3 separate regions of the Mus musculus genome follow, and all the other regions are linked to region 1. The links are chromatin contacts, called in public promoter capture Hi-C maps. All regions are on one chromosome and are shown on one strand. The core of a region is the stretch at or near the end of the contact, and the rest is flanking DNA. Distances in the headings are between cores, read along the strand shown. Region 1 holds the start of Rab30 (RAB30, member RAS oncogene family). Region 2 holds the start of E230029C05Rik (RIKEN cDNA E230029C05 gene). Region 3 holds the start of Ccdc83 (coiled-coil domain containing 83).

Region 1 (4,694 bases), core at 944-3,443:
TGGCAAATCTAATGGTGTGCCTATCTGTGCCAACTTGAAGAAATGGGGAGTATGGTATTTACCATAATCAAAGAGGAGGTCTTAAAGATACTTTTTTTTTTTTCTGGTAAAATGTTTTCCCTTAACTTTCTAAATATGGAATTTTTTTCCTGTGAAAGTTGAGACTTAATTTTTAGTCTTTCTAAAGACACTGATATTTTTTCCATGCATTTATGGTTGACTACCCACTATAGAGAAGGCTAAAATACTTCAAAGTACTCAATCACGTACAAATTATAGAAGCCATTACATTATATCACCCCCATTTTCCACACTATTTTCACCCATCCTGTTATTTTCTTTCAATAAATCAGTCTTCCACATAACTCAAACGAAGGTTACTGCTCATATAAACAAAGATTCATTAGCTTGAACCATTTCTACATTTCCATCAAAGGACAGAAAGAAAATGGTAGCTATTGGTTCCTTCTGGTACTTACCAACATTACAAGCAGAAGAGCGTAGTATTTCTGAGGCTTCACGTTGCTGAATCCACAAGAATGGCATCTGCCACTTCTGTGGCTGCTTCTCACACCACAAGCCAATCTTTGAAAAAACGTCCTTTTTAAGTACCATCATCTCCATATATCTTTGAAGGTTCCTGTTGTGTTTTGGAAATTTAAAAAGCAGCCTGCCTAGCTTTTTGAAAGGAAGACCTACTGGAACTTTATTAATTTCTAACAGAGGCACCGTATATATTTTCACTGATGCAAACAGACCAGTGCTAGGGATACAATCCAGGGTCTTGACTGTGCTGTGGGAATCCTCACCACCGAGCTAGCCATCTCCTTCGAAAAGCTCAGGAGGGGAAAAATAAAACACTCAAATTACGCATATCAGCATTTTTAACTTTTCAGAGACCCTCAGTAGGTCTTTTGGCATCTTTCTATAGTGAACTTCAGAACCTGAAAAACAAACACACAGTACTGTTTGAGTTACTGGAGAAAAGGTGTTGAGATGCTGAGCAAATAGGCTCAAAAGTTCTTTAAGTATTCTGAATGTATTTTCATCGGTAAGGGTACCAAGTGGTTAAGGGAAGGGGATGATGTGTTAACTAACGTTATCTGCACGAAGATGTCACAACAAAACACATTATTTTGCACAATATAGGTAACAAAAGAAAAGGGAAGTTTTCCACAGTTATCAACTTCGAATATACGCAGTATTTTAGCACAGTTCATTTAGCGTTAGTCGAGAAAGACTGCTCACTTGCAGTCCCTTTTCAATGTCGTTTACGTTCGCTGGTGGGGTAAGAAAGGTTAGGTGCTAACTTCTTTTGGTAGATCCTTCCTTTGTCAGTTTCAGGGCCAAGCTCCACAACCCTTCGCGATCACATTATCTAGCAAAGGATTTCTTTGAGGCCCTTTGCAATTCACGACCGAACGAAAATTCAGTGGTGGGAGCAGGGGTCTGACACCTGAGGAAATGATCATGAGGGATTAAGAAAAATGACAAGGCAAAAAATAAATAAATAAAAATAACCTAGGTTTAGCTCCACTCACAGGGTGCACGCGAGCTTTTCGTCTTACAGGCGCGAGGCCCGTCGTCCCGAGTCCCCACACCACAACAAAGACACATTTTGCCCAGAGAGTCTCCCCAGGAAGTCTAAGGGTTTCTCCACGCTCAGTAAAGCGACTCCCTGTGTCCCGGGGTGGCGAGGCCTTGTGCAACCCCAGCGGGTTGCGGTTCACTCCGACTCGCGATGGCATTTCTGGCTCGACAGCCCTGAAGGTCCCCAGTGTAGCCTCCGTTCAGTCCTAGCCGGTGCGCGAGGCTATCAAGTTCTACATCCTAGCCTCACCATTCTCACCATGCCACCTTTCGGCTCCACGAGCCCCTCGAAACCTCGGCTCGCCGCAGCTCCAGGGCTCCAACATGGCGGCCGGTCCAGTTCTTCTCTGGGCGCTCTGACCAGAGCATCCTGGGTATTGTAGTTCCAGCTGTAGCCTCTACGTCGCTCCCGGACTTCAAAGGACTACAGATCCCAGAGTGCACAGCTCTGGAGCATGGCTATTGGGGCCGCTCGGACAGAGGGATGATGTCATTGCAAAACCCTACTGCATTCATTGTGCTACGGTCTATCCACCCCCCGCCCCCCCGCTGCTGCTGCTGGGCTCGCTATTGCCGCTCGCTCCAGCTGAGCCCTGAGTAGCAGCAGGACCAGGGCAGGGACTGACTCCAGTCCTTGGACTTAGGACACCGCAGCACCTTCTCTTGCGTGCGTGACTCATTCGTATATCATTTCTTTTTATGCCTGGGGTGGGGAGAAAAATCCCAAACCAGGTGAGTTGAAGTGATTTATTCAAATCGTTTTCCCAAGTTATCCCTCCCGCTTAGTTCTCAAGGCTTTCTTTTGAGAAGATGGGGCCGGGAATGGGGGTATGGATTCGGGAGGTTCTCACCGGCGCTGCTAAGAGCTAAATAGCTCTGTGCAATTTGGGTCACTGCAAAGAACAACTCCTGCAACCTGCCCCCGCCAGAGGACTGGTGCCTGCCAATTTCCTTGCTTCAACTCCCTTTAACCTTTTTAAGGCTAGGAGAGGGGGCTGGGCTGGGAAGGATGTTGGGAAGTGCACTTGGAAAACACGAGGAGGGCAAAGGTGGGGGACTGCAGTCCTGTCATTCCACGACCCCAGTGCTGAGGTTTGAGTGGGAAAGGGTGATGTGTGGGGAGAAATGGAGACAGTAATTTAATGTGGCCGTACTTCTTGAGAACATTTGTGTCGCTTGGACTAGCACACACTATTTTTAAGATGAGCAGGTTTCTCTTGAGTCGCTTAAGTTTCGTAGGGCTTTATTTTATGTTTGTATGTTTGTGTCGTTTGTCTCGCCTTTTCCTGCTGATTTGAGGTGACAGTGTCCTTTAATGGTGCACTCCGTGCCAGTCAGAAATATTTCACGTGTCTAGGGAAGGATCTCTTCGGCTGCTAGAAGCTGCATTTTTGTTAAGCGTTTTCATTTTTTTGTGTTCTCCCGACTGCGGGATTCGGGATGGTTTGGAAGTAGAATTTGTGCTTGTGTGAGTGTTTTAAATTACATCGCGATAGGCTCTTGCCACTGACAATGGTACTGTAACAAGCTGCCGTTTCTGAGGCTTAGTCTCCACTCAGAAATAACGGTTTGCAGACGGAATCGATTAGGAACCTGGGTGCTTTCTTGTTCTTTTTCTTTTTAACACTTTAGGGGAAGGAAAAGTTGAATGTTGTGTCACCCCGTTACTGGACTTTAATGAAAGGTATCCAAGGACAGAGAACCTGACCTGGGAAACTAGGGAGCGTGGTAGTGTGCTGTTTGTTTGAATTTTGTTTTCCAACGAACTGACACGTTTAATAAGGCAGGCAACATTCTGACTTGTATGATGCTGGCTCTCCTCTTAAGAGTTACAGGGATGAACGCTGCAATAAATATGTTCCTTTGAGATAAACAGCTGGCTGGCTCCGGAACAGATGGGGCCAGTCTTAGCTGAGAGATATACAACCTTGGAAATGAATGGACTTTGGGTCAACCACACCCCCTTTAGGAATGTCAAAAGAAGGAGAACCGCCAGAGTATTTGCTTAACTCCAAAAGGCTAAAGCTTTTTTCACAGCCTCTGCCAGCTTTAGAGGAAAAGTCATTTACTGTCTGTCTTTCGCTTCTGGGAACCAATTTTATTCATTTTTAATTGAGATGCTCAGGTCTCCAAAGTTGGAGCTGCTGGGTGACACTTTGTTAAATGCTTCATGTTACCGAATGCAAAGGACAGCTTTGTAAGTGGAGGGATTTATTGGGAGCGCAGCGGGTAGTGGTTAGATTTGGGGGAAAACCAGCACGCTGTATTTGCTTCTTCCTACAGCTCTGTAATAGCACTCTGCCCTTCTCTTCTGTGCCCTTCTTTCTTTCCCTACCCAATTCTCATCTCTTCAGATTCCGTTTCCCCTCCCCCTAGTCTATTTGTAGTAAATACTGCCCTTTCTCTTTGAGGATTTCCCCTGTGGCAGGAGAGTATCACATCTCTTTTTCTAAGTCACTTTCCAGTCTCTGCACACCGCCCTCCACACCTTCATCCTGCCGTCCTGGAAGGAACCCTGGAGTTAGAGGATGTAGGCTATGTGTGAATCTTTACTCAGAGTCCTCTTTGAAGAGGTACTGGTATTTTTACCCCCCCCCCCCCTTGGAATCTGTGCTTGGTAGGGTGACACCAGCGAGCCCCCACCCAGGGCTGGGATTGTGCTTTCCATGGCAGACATAACCTGGGCCCGGGAGCATGTGGACAATGACATGCAGGCCTGGGACTCTTCCTTTCCATGGCACTGCTCAGTCCCATGGTTCAGCCAAAATGCTTTACACAAAATGCTCTTGTCATTCCCAAAGTAGTCTTGAGTAGCTTCTGCTTCATGTAGTATTTGTGTTTCTTCCCTGTTCCAGGGAGTGGTGGGAAAACAGTGGATCCCCTGAACCTGATGCTGAGTAACAGCAGTACAGGCAGGCAAACTGCGTTTTATTTTGAAGGTAGTTAGAATCCTTGCCATTTTGTCTTCTCTGTGGAAGAAAGAAGTTTGTTGTTCTATGCTGCTCTCCCCAAGACATGGGTGTGGTGGCAGCTATATCTTCTTTTTTCTTAACCAGGAATTTAAAGGCCATTGTCCATTTGAAGTCTGCCTGGGTGACCGGTGG
Region 2 (4,694 bases), core at 781-3,280, 2.7 Mb before region 1:
TTTCTTAGTAGGATGTAAAATGGTGACATTATCCTGGGAAACATCATGGTATTTGGTGCAGCTATGCCATTTCTATGCATAAATGCAAGTTGAAAACTACAACTCCACAAAAAACCGATATACAAACATTCATAGCAATATTTCTAAACATAATAAAAGATAACAACCCACACGCCCACTAACTGATGAGTGAGTGGAGAAATGTAAGACATGTCTCATACATATATTACATGCATCACATCCGAACACGGATGAACTTTGAAAGCATCATTATGTTTAGTAAAAAAGCAGTCATGAAGAAACATATACACATACAATATACATATTAACATATAATTATATACTATATATAAACACATAAATATATATTAATACATAACTATATATTATGTGTATGTAGGTATATACCCATTAATATTAAGTGCCCAGAATGGGGACAATTTTTAGGGATGTAAAGTGTACTAGTGGTTGCTTATGGTTGGGCATAGAAGTGAGTATGGGACAATTGGCTGGGAGTAACAGCTAAAAGATCTTTGGCTTCTTTTTGTGGTGATAGTTGTACAACTCTGATATGATGTGCTGAAAATGATGGGAGCACAGGCTTCAAGTGGGCAAGACTGCAGAGCATGTGAGTTACCCCAGTATATTCCTCACCTTACAAACTTTAAAAATCATTGCATTGTACATTTGTAAGCGGTGTAAAATACACACACACACACACACACACACACACACACACATATATGTATATATATATATATATATATTTTTTTTTTTTTTTTTTTTTTTTTTTTGAGCCAGAGGCTTGCTAAGTCACCCAGGCTTGCCTCAAACTCACTATGTCACTCATGCTGACATGGAAATTTTGGAGATCCTCTTGCCTGTCTCCCTAGTGCTGGGATTACCAACATGTCCCAGCAGTGCTGGCTCAATGGGTAGATGCCCTCTTCTTTCTTGGTGCTGGAGTTTGTGCCACCAAGCCTGGCTGATAAAGCTATTTTTAAGAAACCAAAGCATGCGGGGTACAGGGTCAGGCAGATCTCTGTGAGTTTGAGACTAGTCTAGTCTACAAAGCAAGTTCTAGGACAGCCAGGGCTACACAGAGAAACCCTGTCTCACAAACCAAAAAGAAAGACAGACAGACATACACACAGACAGAAAAGAAAGGAAGAAAGAAAGGAAGAAAGAAAAACACAACCTGGCTGTTGCTTTGAATGCATCTGTATTATTATTGTTGTTATTGTTATTATTATTATTATTTGTAAAATAATGAAGGCTGAAAGCGACTGAACATCAGGTGAGATATAAGAGCAGTGCATAAAATTTGGAGTTCAGAAACCTGGTTCCGTTCCTCATCTTTTTCTTTTTCTTTTTTTTTTTTTTTTTTTTTGGTTTTTCGAGACAGGGTTTCTCTGTATAGCCCTGGCTGTCCTGGAACTCACTTTGTAGACCAGGCTGGCCTCGAACTCAAGAGATTCACCTGCCTCTGCCTCCCGAGTGCTGGGATTAAAGGCGTGCGCCACCACGCCCGGCTTCCTCATCTTTTTCAAAAGAAATATTTTTATATTTATTTGTATGCAAAGGTGCATGCATGCCATAGCATGCCTGTTGAGGTCAGAGAACAAAGTTCAGAAGTTCATGATGCAGGTCCCAAGCATCAAACTCAGGTCATTAGGCTTAGCAAGCACCTTTATCCACGGACCCATCTCACCCGTTCACCGTTCCTCTTGCCACTGCTCACTGACCGTTTCATACTATTTTCCCATTTGCAAAGCAGGAAAATTAGCTCTACCTTACATGGGTGCTTCTGGGCACAGAATGTTTAATGGGCTCATTTTCTTGTCTTTTAGGGTTGTTTAAGCCTGAGGTTAAAACAGCATGGTGATAAAGTCCACTAATGTATGAAAGGGATTTGAAAGTTAAGTCTTCTATAGAAGATAAGCTAACATGGGTCTCAGTCACGGCTGTGTATCAGGAAGTAAAACCAGCCGAGCCTTGACCTTTAAAAGGAAGCACTACCCCTTTGTCCAAGTGCCTTATAACATGTCTTTATAACTGGCTGTGTAAGAATGAAGAAAAGCTGTCCATCTTCTGAGAAGGTATGCTGCTTATAAAGGGAATGTGCAGGTTTGGGTTGGGGGACTGGGAAGGAGGCTGACATAAAGGATCAAAGGTGTGTGGTGCCAAGTTACCATAGCAACGTGTTCTGCTGCTCCGCGCGGCTTGCAGTCTTGGGCTTGCCCCCAGATGGATGAGGCGCTTGGCAAACGCCAGAACCAAGCTTCTCTGCATGAAATTATTTTCTCCATATGCAGCTAAGAGAGGCAGATACCCTTTCCCACAAATGATGTGCAAAAGGAAGAGCCTGGGTTTTTACAAAGCAACTTCCTCTCCTTTCTTAGAATGAGACCAGAGAGTCCACGTCTCCCTCCAATGCCTGGGATGTGAAGTACTCAGTAGATAGCTGGGTCAGGAGCAAATGATCAGAATTTACGCAGACGGCCAGAGTGGCAGGGAGCATCATGGCTTATTGGCAAGAAGCGGCTCCTAAATTATATCAAGGACTCTCGGAAAGGAGAACTCAATTCACACGGCACACACTTCACTGTCTGTTGCAAGCCACACAGTGTGTTTATGTCTGGATCTGGCCTTTATTAAATTTCTTCAGCCTGTGGCACATTCCCCTCAGATATTGTGTTTATTATTCAGACAGGGCAGGGAGCTGCTCCCCACCCGTGCCCCTCAATCTTCTGTCCTGCACATATCTCAGATGTTGTAGGGACAGCGTGTGACAATGTCTGCTTAGTGGACATTCCGTTCTCAACCTTTCCGAGATCCTGATGGAAAAGGGGGCCTGCCCTGGCCAGCATCTGGGCACGTCATCTTTTCCTTATAAAGAGCAGAGACAACCTTCCTGGAGCCGGGGCAGCTGTTTTTGTAATCAGTCTCGTAGGATTGAAAAGCATCGCTTCAACCCAGGAGTGGGGCTCTCAGTTCTACCTCTGGGGACGGTGTTGAGGGGGTCTCATTGCTCACGAAACCTCTGTCTGCTTCTCCTTCTCTACAATAGTCTTGCATTTTTGGCACATCCTCTGGGACTCTGCTTTCCTGGAAGACATTTTCTTTCTGTAACTCCTCTGCCGCTTCATCAAACCTCTCGCCAAAGTGGGGAAGAGAATCATCCCCCACCCCGCAGATTATGTGAACTGCCTCAGCCTGCAAGTGGCCAACATGCTGGCAGTACCAGGAACTCTCCCCAGTTAATCCCCACAGTGGCTCTGGGAGGCGAATATTTTTCATTCCTGTTTTATCTTTGAGGAATCAGGTCTTAGGGAGATCATATTAGCAGTCCCTGGCTGGGCTATTATTTAAGTGCAGGTTCTGAGTATACACATACAGCTAAAATAGCCAAAAGCAGCAGGCTCAGTCATTAAGTTTTGCCATTGTCAAAACTTGGGGGGAGCAAAGGAAGACACAAACAGAACCCTAATAACTCTGAGGTCCTAATAATGCTAATTTTAGACCTTAACTGTAATAGCATATGTGCTGTGGTTGGTGGCAACAGGAAAGGACAGAACAGGAAATACCATGACCCAGATTCTGGCTAATGAGAAAGATTAACAAATACCAGAGCCAGCTCTGCTTTCTATGCAATCCTTCAAGACCTAGCTCCCTGTGCAAGCTCTTCCGAGAAACTGTATGATTTCTAGAAGCAATCCTTTGCTCTGTGCCTCCACTGTCTTTTGCCGCAGCCTGGTTACAGCTCTTCCTCAGCACAGGGTTAGTATGACTTTTCCTGGTTGGCTGAGCATCTTGAGCATCTCATGTCTTTGTACCCAAGACCTCGAAGACTGCCTAGCAAAGTCTCAAGTCAGTGTTGATGGTCAATAAATTGTTCCCGTTTCCTACTCTGAGTTTCCTGGTTTTCATCAGTATCTCACTTCCTTTACATCCTGTCTTGGGTGGGACTGGCATTCTTATTAGCTGCTTAGCCTATGAGCTCCCTTCTCGAATCTTGGAAAACTAGTATTTTATGACACAGGATGAGAGACTATGTCTTCTGTCTTCCACTTGTGGAAATTGGAAGAGGCCAGTCACTCTCCTGCATCACCGGCAGCTAGACCACTAGACCCAATCTCACCAAAGACCTCACGATTGGAGTGGAATGACCTAAAACTCTTGGAAAGCTTAGAATGTGTGCTAGCGGTGATACTGATGTGCACAGCACAGAGAAGTGTGAGGAGTGTTCCAACTACTGTGTTTCTGTGGTGTGATCTTGCCTGTGCCTCCTGGTCTGTATTCAAACATACTGTCTTTTCTGAGAACCTCATCATAAGCCCCCAATTGGCCCCTATTTTGATTTCAGTACCCAGAATTAATTTCTGGGTTTTGGTTGTTTTTTGTTTTTTCTTTTTAATTTTGTTTTGGTTGGTTGGTTTTGTTTTGGTTTGGTTTGGTTTTTGTTTTGTTTTGTTTTTTTTTGTTTTGTTTTTTTATTTGCAACTAAAGGCTTGTCTGATATATTTGGTTGACCCCGAAATACTTGGTCTTAGATAATGGGATCCAAAGGTCAACTCATAACTTACTCCTGGTACAAATCCAAAACAGATACATGGAATGACCAAGTCCTTTGCTGCACTTTTATCTTTTCCCACTCAGTCTCAAACCCCTAACTGCTGCAGGTGAGGCAGGCA
Region 3 (4,694 bases), core at 1,254-3,753, 2.5 Mb before region 1:
TAGATGCAGAATGGATTCCTGTCTGCGCAGTCTCGGCGGTGGGGCCTGGCACCTGGACAGTGTCTCGCACCTCATTTTCTGTCTCCTTTCGGCCCTAACACCTTTCTGGACATATGAAATGGCTCCTGATGTTGCTTGACTTGTTTCCCATCAACACAGATTGAAATGAAAGATACTGACCTAATTATTAGCAGTGACAACAGTTCTGAATGAGTCCATCGGGAGGAAAAAAAAAACATGTAATTAAAAGATGTTGGTTAGAGGTGACAATTGTCGTAACGTTTAATTTGCAAGAAAAGTGAGAGGTAAGCAGAAATAACTTTTCCTCCCTTTTCTGTTCTGTAACTTCCATGGTTTCTTTCCCTTCTATTTCCACAGCTGAATCTTAGTGCCCCTCCTCCTTTGGCTCTTCCCTTCCAGCTATGAATTTGCCAGCTAGAACGTCTTAATAGAAATGTTTAATATACCCCTTCAATTCTCTGTCATTAAAAAGGGTGGGGCGGGGGAGGTATTTTAGAGACAGCTCTGGCTCTGTCAGCAGTTCGCTCCAAACTCAAAGCTATCTGTAGTAACAGGAGCAACAGTGCGGTACGTCCAGGAGCCTGGCTAAGTAAGGTGCAGTTCAAAGGCCCAGAAGTCATTATAATACTGGTTGCGAAGCAACATGCACATGTAAAAATATTCATAGTACTCATCTCAATAAACTATAGTTCATTTGGGAAGTCATCAACTTCAGCAAGCTCATGTTTTTGTGAATTCAAAAATATATGCTGGCCCATAACCCGGGTACATCCTGGATGTTCAATACACACTGTTGTGAATGAGTTGCCTGCAAACACCCATATATGGCCTCACTTCATGGCTAACAATGTGGATGCAATGTAACAATTCGTAAAGGAGAATTGTTTCAATATCTTATCTTTTTAGAAATTATTATTTTGTAGGGCTGCTAATAATTAGCTCAGTGGTTGAAAGCACTGGACCTGGGTTCACTTCCCAGCACCCAAGTGGCATCTCACAGCTCTCTGTAACTCCAGTTCCATGGCTTCTGACACCCTCAGACAGACATCTGTGCAGGCCAAACACCAAAGGATATAAAATAAAAATAAATTATATATAGAAGAAATATTATTTTGCTTGTGTGTGTAAGCATGGTGTGCATGTGTTTGCATGTGTGTAGACATGTGTGGGAGCAGGTGCATGTGTACAGGTCGACAGTGGATGTTTTCTTTAACTGCCCTCTGCAGTGTATGTTGAGGCAAGGTCTCACACTTGGACCTATAGCTTGCTAACTCAGCGAGTCCAGCTAGTCAGTGGGTTCTGGGATCCATCTCTGCCTCCCAGACACTGCGATTCCACCATGCCCACCGTCCCAACGTTTCTATGGGCACTGGGGATCTAGAACCTGGTCTATATACTCACACAGCTCACATTTCCCCACTGAGTCATCTCCCCATCCCAGCAAAATTCTTTGGAATTCAAGTGTTCATTTATGCCAGGAACGCTTTTTGACCTAGAGAAGGTTTTCTGTCTCACTAGAATGCACTGTTAACAGAATCAGAAATGCACTCCAGCGTTAAAACAAAATGAAGTTGATTTACTTAAGTCCTTTTACAAGTGGTAATTCCATCTAAAATTACTTTAAAATCCTTCACACGTCTTTTCATATAGACTATATATATGTACATAGTCCCAAATAGTGTGAAAATGCAAAGCTTATTCATTTTAGAAAAGTACCATTAAAACCGTTTGTTGAGATCTATGTGTTTAGAAACATGTAGATGAATGACATTGTCACACATCTTTTGGAGGTATCAAGCTTTCCTCAGCTTGGGAACCACTGGGGACACTAGGAGAAGGAAGGAGAAGTGGAACCTCTGATTCCCCACTAAGTCAGTTCAGCACAGGTTTTGGTCCTGTCTGACCCCCAGTTTCTTTCTCCATCTTTTCCATCTCGTTTCAGAACTGTTAAGAGTATTCATAAAGCTTTGAGGAAATTGTGGAGTGGTAGACAGCAACACAAAGGTCTACTTATTCTGTGAGGTTGGGACTCCAAGACACCAAAGGGATGCTTGAGTCTTGGGATACTACCAATCATTATAGATGCCATCACAGCCTCCGCCCCCTTCCGTACTGTGTACCTATAAACCTGTAACAAAACTTAGTATAAATTAAAGATTAATAATACTGGAATAGAACAGTTATCAGATATGACAAACGTTACTTAAACAAAAATGCTTATTTCAGGCATTTTCCATTTAATACCCACCCCTTAAGCCCATCCATCACAAAGATCCTCAGGTACCTGAAACTGATAAAGGGGGACTACTGCATCAGAGGGCTGGGCATCTACTGAGTTAAGAGACTGCGCTAGGACACCCTGAAGGTTACAAACCTTTAAGTTTAGGGCGGCTAAAACCAGGCAGGTATCCCTGTCTCCAGAGTGGTGAAAGAGGGGCACGGCTTGGAGAACCCTTCTCAACAGTTCTTAACCGCTCAGGAACAACGCTCCGAGGGAAAAACCAGAGGGCGCGACCCCAGGCCCATCTCGTGTCAGGGCAAATCAAGAGGAGGGCGTGTCCGCTGTAGTGGGGGAGGGTTCCTATAAAGTTTTGGGGGCAGACTGAAGAAGTCAGAGGTCACACAAGGATGTTAGCTTTCTCCCAGTATCGTCTCCAGCGTTTTCAGGTGAGAATTCCGGGTTGTGGGCTGGTGGTTCTCAAGTACAAATAGCCCAAAGCACTCTCCCTCCCTCCCTTCCAACCCCATCCGGGTCACTTCCCGCTGTTTTCAAAGCGACTGGCATCTTCATCTACTATCCCATTCTGGTTTAGGCACCATGGCGATTCGCGCGCGCCACCTGGCGGGCATATGAGGAATAGTGCGGGTGAGGGAGTGCATGCAGAGGTTAGGGCAGTGGTCCAGTCCTTTCTTCTTTTCCCCCAAGGCCTCTCTCTCCTCTTTTCGAATTCTCTGTGCTTGGAAGGTGGTGTATGTAAATAGGACTCCAGCTTTGTGCGCATGCCTCGCTCGGGTCATTGCAAGCTTATATTTGCTGATATAAAATGACTCCTCTGTGATTTCAAAACAACTCCCCGGGTGTGGGAAGGGGCAGAACTCCTGTGACAGAGGTGCTCTGCTTTTCTGTCTGCGTTTGTCAGCTTGGTTTAACTCTTCAAGTGCTCACAGGGCAACTTGAGGCACTGAAGTCTTTGCATCTGTCTTCTCATTTTACTTTTAAGCGTTTAACAAAGCAATATAGTGCAGTTCAGCCTCATCCTGAAGGCAGTCTATTAAAGCCTCCCATTTCTCTCATTACACTCCAGTAATTTTCTTTTTTTGGCCTGGGAAGTCAGAAGCCAGGCTCTTTTAGGCCTCCGACTCACTTCCAAGTGATCTAGTTGGCTTAAAAAATAGATTAAAACATAGTAAGGAATTTTTAAAAACCTTTTTTGGTTCTTTGTGAATTTTACATTATGCACCCCAATCCCTCTCATTTCCCCATCCATTCATACTCATCCTTGGCCTTTGTAACCTCCCACCACACAAGATAACAACAACAAAAAAATTACAATTGAAAAAAAAATCAGGCCGGGCAGTGGTGGTGCATGTCTTTAATCCCAGCACTTAGGAGGCAGAGGCAGGTGGATTTCTGAGTTCCAGGACAGCCAGGGCTATACAGAGAAACCCCATCTCGAAAACCCAAACGAACCAACCAACCACACAAAACAACAACAACAAACAAACAAGCCACCTGCCCTCCAAAAATGCCTAGTGGAAGCTGTAGTGTATCACAGCGTGTTATACATCTTTACTTGCAACGAGTCGTTGGTCTGGTTGGAGGCTACTGGCTTTTGCTACACTATCAATACTGGGTCCTTACTGGGACTCCTCTTAGATATCCTGTTGTTGCCCTGTGTCATGAAGAACCTGCAGCTTCGGGTCAGCAGGGCTGGTCACCCCATCCATATAGCGATGGGAAAGCTGTTGGGTTAGATTGAGGATGAGGCGTTTAAGGTCAGCCTGGGCTACATAGGAAGATCTGGGTCTGACTGGTAGCTGAGTTGGTGAACTCACCAGCGTCCGGAAACCCACACCATCAGGGCCAGCTCTCCAGCACTGCTTCAGCGAGCTCACCCAATGCCACAGCCAGCAAGGGGCAGGGTCAGCTCTCCCACCTGCTACAGGTGATGGGGGTGCATCTCTCCTCACCTACGCCACTGCATAGCAGACAAGGGGTGGGGCCAGCTCATGCTCTTGGCTGGTGGGGCTCTAGGTTATAATTTTTAAAAGGTTAATACATTACTATTATATTAGTGACCTAATGAAGGAAGGGAACTGAGGGAGCTAGTTAAGAGAGAGAGAGAGAGAGCGCTGTCATCCTGGGCTACATTGAAGACTTTGTTATAGAAAACCAAACAGAAGAGCAGGTGAGCCAACAGGAGGAACTAAGCTGGGTGTTGTGGCACACACCTTTAATCCCAGCACTTGGGAGGCAGAGGAAGGCGAATTTCTGAGTTCAAGGCCAGCCTGGTCTAAAGAGTGAGTTGTCGCGCCCACCTCAGCCAGCAAGGAAGACACAACACGGTCGGATTCTTCTCAACAGCCTCTATTGCAGGAACGCCTCGATGCTGCTACGGGGACCCCGGGAACCCAGGGAGGACTGCTTATATACACCCGAGCACTGGCGAGGG

Evidence for each region. Promoter capture Hi-C pulls out the DNA fragments that hold promoters and counts their contacts.
Region 2: a promoter capture Hi-C map of liver shows a contact between it and region 1, with 7 times the contacts expected there. The contact joins the promoter of E230029C05Rik here to the promoter of Rab30 in region 1. A contact is called at or near these places in 3 of 39 promoter capture datasets (embryonic stem cells, liver and pre-B cells).
Region 3: a contact with region 1 is called in a promoter capture Hi-C map of liver, with 4 times the contacts expected there. The contact joins the promoter of Ccdc83 here to the promoter of Rab30 in region 1. A contact is called at or near these places in 1 of 39 promoter capture datasets (liver) and 1 of 9 other capture datasets (liver).

The regions. Positions count from the first base shown.
Region 1 is chr7:92,739,521-92,744,214 of GRCm38.p6, forward strand. It overlaps Rab30 (RAB30, member RAS oncogene family), which reads left to right and starts at 2,194. Exons shown (of 5, transcript NM_029494.2): 1 at 2,194-2,322. It overlaps 4632427E13Rik (RIKEN cDNA 4632427E13 gene), which reads right to left and starts at 1,939. Exons shown (of 2, transcript NR_015510.1): 1 at 1,542-1,939; 2 at 1,186-1,456.
Region 2 is chr7:90,027,129-90,031,822 of GRCm38.p6, forward strand. E230029C05Rik (RIKEN cDNA E230029C05 gene) reads left to right here and starts at 2,031. Exons shown (of 6, transcript NR_110365.1): 1 at 2,031-2,099.
Region 3 is chr7:90,262,929-90,267,622 of GRCm38.p6, forward strand. Ccdc83 (coiled-coil domain containing 83) reads right to left here and starts at 2,504. Exons shown (of 11, transcript NM_183293.1): 1 at 2,396-2,504.